Regions from separate parts of the Columba livia genome. Here region 2 is linked to region 1. The links are chromatin contacts, called in public Hi-C maps. All regions are on one chromosome and are shown on one strand. The core of a region is the stretch at or near the end of the contact, and the rest is flanking DNA. Distances in the headings are between cores, read along the strand shown.

Evidence for each region. A called contact is a pair of places that touch in the nucleus more often than the background predicts.
Region 2: a contact with region 1 is called in a Hi-C map of liver, with 7 times the contacts expected there. The contact joins two enhancer-like sites. A contact is called at or near these places in 2 of 2 Hi-C or Micro-C datasets (crop and liver).

Annotation. Positions count from the first base shown.
Region 1 is chr7:25,747,186-25,749,935 of bColLiv1.pat.W.v2, forward strand. No RefSeq gene overlaps it. Among named protein-coding and RNA genes, the nearest start is that of NEUROD1, 16 kb to the left of the region's middle. Within about 2 kb of position 1,451, at least 1 of the 3 cell types and tissues checked has an H3K27ac peak away from gene starts, as active enhancers do.
Region 2 is chr7:25,883,500-25,886,234 of bColLiv1.pat.W.v2, forward strand. All of the region lies in intron 4 of PPP1R1C (protein phosphatase 1 regulatory inhibitor subunit 1C), which reads left to right. Among named protein-coding and RNA genes, the nearest start is that of PPP1R1C, 38 kb to the left of the region's middle. Within about 2 kb of position 1,457, at least 1 of the 3 cell types and tissues checked has an H3K27ac peak away from gene starts, as active enhancers do.

The DNA.
Region 1 (2,750 bases), core at 201-2,700:
TCTCTATCCTTGAAGGTGCCATTTTGTCTGGATAAATCCTTTCTTCTCACTGAAGTGCAAAATAGGCCTCATTTTGCAAATGTCTGTAATGTCTCTGCATTAGCCTTTGGTCATTGTTTTCCCAGTCAGTTCCATTTTTCCCAGCAAAATGCCTGCTAGACTTTATATTGCAGGCATTTAGTGTAGTGTGCAGTTGCTTTTGGTAAATACAAGCTTAAAATTTTAGCAAATCTAGTCTACCAAGTAACATGAATCAAAGAGTATGTTAAAATCATACAGCCTTATATCTCTAAATAATCAATTACATTCAGTATGCATCTACTTAAGTTAAATGACTAATATTGAACTTGAATTGGGCTCATCCACTGACCTGTGAGTAGTAAAACCATTGCCACACAGCTCACTTATTTAGCAGGGAGAACTCATCCAGGGCTCATCTAGGCTGTCATATTTGTAGAATGAAGTGGTTGACTTGTAGCCAAATTGCATACAGTGGGAAAGGTCTGCACGAGACTCCCTGCACCCACAAGCCACCGGTGTTCAGTGTGCTGTTCTGCTTCCCTGTGGGTCTACTGAAAGGAGCTCTTGGCCTGGGTGAGGCTCAGTCCTTTACCTCCTCTGTAGCCTGGACCAAACTGCTGCTGGTTTGTCTGGGCAGGGGGTTCGAGTGCATCCGTCACACTTGTGCATATTAGTTAGCAAATACGAACCCATTCAAAATGTTGAGAAGTTTTAAATCTAAATTCCTATTTAAAGTATTCCCTTATTGATTGGAAATTTATTTTATTTTCTGGAAGTGCTAGTATTACCTTGACATAACGTAACATGTCTTGATACTTGGAAGAAGGATAACATGTTCAAGTCATGACACAGATTTTAAAAAGTTTTAAAATTAAACTGTTCTTATTTAGTTGCCCAATATATATATATATGTGTATATATATATATATTTAATGTTTACTCTTGCAGTTCCCGTATAAATTTGGTGTTTTCCTACTATGTGGTATTTTCAGGGCTGACACACGGTGGTGCTGCAGCTAATAGGTTTATATTTTCTGCAGCTGTTTCTCTGCTGTCACTGTTTTGTTCTTCTCCTTCATTTGCAGATACTGTTTGGGCCATCAAAGTCCCTGACTAAAAAATACCCCATTATTCAATTCCTGATGGACCGTGATCCATTTTTCAGCAGTTCTTAAGTTAATAATAATAACTAGTATAATAGTAGTAGTAATAATAATAATGCCTTCGTGCTGCACATTTCCTTACAAAATGTGTACGCATCATTCTAGTGAAACAGTGCAAATATGGGCATGGTCCAGTAATTATAAACATAGGCACAGAGGGTAAGTTCTGAAAGGAATCTCAAGAGGTCGTCGAGTCCATCCTCTTCATGCAGGAGCCAGGATAGCTGGAGGTCTGCCTGGTCTCTTCTTGAATACCAGTGTGGGCTTTATGGGAATACCTCAAATGTTTTTATGTGTTTTTTCATACACGTCTCCCACATGGGATCTTTGCCTGAGTAAAGATGAGAGATGAAACACGCACAGTTCCACTGTTCCAGTCTCACAGGCAAGAAATGGTCAGATCTGCCAGCGGGCAGTGGAACAGAGCTTTTGGCTTTTCCCAGCATTTCTGTGAGGCTCATCTGTAAGTTCAGAGGTGCTGGAGGAACAGTAGGACACAAGAGGAACTTTGCCGACATCTGGGTCTGCTGCTTTGCTCTGAGAGTCTTCAGGTTTTTATCCCAACACCCCAGATATTTGGCATGCCCACTGTCTTTCCCCCCAGGGAGCCCTTACAGATGCTGGTAGCATTAAAGCAGGCACTGCGGGTGATCACGGAGTGACCAGCGGCAAGGTTTTGCTGTTGCAAAGGAGATGTGTTCCTGCACGGGATGGGTGATGCTGTGATGAGAAGCTGTTTCTCTGCTCCCACTCTGGCTAGCTCAGCCCTCCTTCCACCTTTGCACAGCAACAGCCTCAGTTCCCGGCAGGAAATAACCTGTAGGGACAAATGATCTTAATTATTAGGACAAAGATTACTTGTTTAAGTGCAGATTCTTTGTACTAATACAAAAAATAATCAAGATGTGTCATTGTAATTAAATTGAATCTGTTATTTCCTCCCAAAAGATTTCCCTTTAAATCTAATTTATTATTTGGTTTCTTAATTAGTATTAAAGACCTAAAGATGTTGTGGTTTACACATGAAAAGCATGAGCAAGAGCATGATTGCTATTACGGGCTTCCTGGGAAGCGGTCGGGTTACAGGCTCTGGAAAACAAGGCTCTAGCTGACAAAATGCAGTGAACACGCACACACTGAAGAAGGTGAAGAAGCACAATGAGTGTGCTCCTGCCAAAACAACAGAGGCACTAAGCTGGTGTGGAAAAATTGCCTTCCTAGTCAGGAAAATGTGTTCTTACTTGGTGGTACCATGTGGCGAAAGCCTCAAAACATATGGTAGGATCAATTTTGGTTTTGGACACATGTTTAAACGCTTTTTAACATGCAAACTTCATATTTCTTTGGTCTTGGTGGATATAAGTGAGCTGCTTGTCACATCCTGCTGCTTCACAAAGGCTGATTTTATATGTGTGGACTTTGGAGCTGGGACAGACAGGGGGAATTATGTAGCAGCAGGAAAAAAAAGAGACGATCATCATCAGATTGTAAATGGGAGAAATCAGAACATATACCACTTAAGCTCTTTAATTTTTTTTTAAGGAAGAAAAGGCTGGAATTTTCCTT
Region 2 (2,735 bases), core at 207-2,706, 140 kb after region 1:
CAACAGTTTGCTCTGTCTCAAGGCAGGTCTGTAGTTGCTGCAGCAAGCCATAGCAAATCCATGTGTCTGCAGAGCCAGTGTCATGTCATGGTGCATCAGGCAGGTTCTTATTACTATATATTTGTGTGTACTTTGGCTTCTGCATTTGTTTTCCTAAACAAAAATGCACCAGAGTCCCTATGGACAGACCAAATAGCTGACTCATCCCAGAGCATTGTTCTTTTTACTGGAATACAGTGTGCTGGAAAAATCAATGTGAGAGCTATTGATTTAAATGGTGATCTAGAGAGCAAATCAGACAGCAAACCAGATAACAGCTCAGTGCAGTGTTCTTGTTAGTATCATGTTACCAAACCTAATGGATGTCAATGAGGTTTTCTATTTTGCTTTCAAAAATATTTCTTTTCCTAACCTAGGTACACTAGTGTTTGCTAATTCTACACACTCATGTAGCATGCAAATTTGGCACAAGTCAGTATCTGAAAACTGCACTAAATTAATCCATTATACTTTCAGTTTGTTGTGATTTACCTCTTGTCACACTGTTTTCTAGGTATACTGGTCACTTTAAACTGAGGATTCATGACCTCTGTTCCCCTTGTTTTTATCACTTTTTTCTTCCCTTTTTCTTGCACTTTTATGTCTGTACTTCAAACTCTCTCATCCTTCTATAATTTCCAATGCATCAATTTCTTTCAATTTATGTTCTTCTTCATGTGCAGATGTTGGCTTTAACCTCCCTGTGGAAAACACCATAAAAACAGAGGAAGGCTTCTCAATTTGAAGAGTCACCAGTTTACCTAAGGCAATCCTTTTCAGTCAGTTCTCACTGCATAAGGCCCATTTCTCCAATTTACTAATCTGCTTCTCGTTTTGTCTGACAAAACCAAGTAAAATACTTTGGCCTTTTTTTCGTCTGTACAGAGTTGAAGTTCAAATGTTTTAGCACAAATATCCATCCATCCGTCCATCTATCCGTCCATCCATTCGTCCATCCACAAAGAGCATCCTTAGAGATATCTTCATTATTCTGATCGGTGGGTTAGAGAAGCCACTGGAAGCCTTGCTGGATTCTTACCCTTTTCCCCTCACACACACCAGAGAAATCTAAACCAACATGATAACACTGCCAGGTAGAGAGAGACCAAGTGGAATGCAGCTTAGATTGCCAGGGCAGAAGCAGTTTATCTCAGGTAATGGTGGTTCCTTGGTGTCTCATTACCAGTAGAATATCAAAAGAACACATTCGAGTCTCAGAGTTACAAATGCAACTTTCCATCCCAAGGCATGCTTTGTACCAATGCAGGTTTCCCTTTACCTAGATAGTCACATTTTGTTTGGTACATCAGATCATCCTTGAAAGGAAATGCAAACTGAAGTGACAAGAAAGAAGGTTTGCAAAGACCAACAGAACCAAATCTGCATCGCTCCCTAGAGCTCCCAAGTCTCCACACTCTCTACCAGCTATTGCTATTAATACTTACAGCTATTTAAACACCATCAAGGTCTCCCTTATGAAGGAAGTGCATTCCTGAGTGGTTTGAGGAACTCATTGAACCCACTGCTGTGGGTGTGCTAGAGTTCAGGGAAATAAGAAACCTCCACTCCTCTTCCCTCACCCTGTAGGAGGCTATTTAGATCAGCATCAAGTTCCTACTAATTTCAATGGGCTGGGAAGTTCTTGCAGCTTTCTGTGTACACTGGACCACCTTTGCAATTAGCTGCCACCAAATCATAATTAAAGTCTTTCCCCACAGAGGTGAAAGTTACATTTGACTGTTTTCCCTCTCAGCTTTTGGGAAATACATTCTTTAAATTCCCCTCTTAATGTATTTTTCTTTGCATAGAAACAAAGACTTTTTCTTGAGCTAGATCCCAGCTACAACACTTGAAATGGGATTAAATCTGAGTTGTTATGAATCTAAGGAATGTTCAAAGACATCATTTGGGTTTGACTCATTAAAAAAACAAAGATTCTCTGGCTGTTCCCAAAGTGTTCAGACCCAGGGATTTGATACATGCATAATTCTGGTATTTACAATGATGGTTGATATTAAATGAGCTCTTTCTAGCTTCTGCCATGAATTGCTGATGCTCAATGTGTTTAGTGCCTGCTTGTTCTTCTCTCCAAAGGAAACAACATGCAGAATAAATGATTAAAATCATGATGTCCCTCCTGAAATATGTATTTTATTAGAAGCAATTAGTACAGTATGTGGCCATAATCCAAATTTGTAACCCCTTAGGCCAGCTTGATGATGTCTCGTGCATCTCATTACTTTGTGACTGAAGGTTAACAAGGAACATGGATAGAGTCTAGAGACATAAAGGATTATTGTTAGGATGGTAGGCACTGAGTTTGGAGCCCACGAGAATTATCACGGAACAAAAATCTGAGACTAAATTTACTTCAAGTGGCAGAGGAATTAAGTTTGTAAGTGTTAAGTAGTGACTACAGAATCTTGGTATCATTTTACGGGCTGCCCACCTATGTGGCAAACACAGTGAAAAGCTTCTATCATTAACTAAACACATCAGTGTAAGAACAAGAAACATCATATTACACTAGAAAGAAAAATACTCTTTCTGATCATACACTGGCTTAAATTTAATTTTTAGGTAATTAATATTAGCCATAATATAACACACCTTACTTGCTTTTCTGATCATCCAGCCCAGGTTTGTCAAAATTCACAGACTAAGCTGCTCTGACAGACTGAGTCAGACTTTTCTGA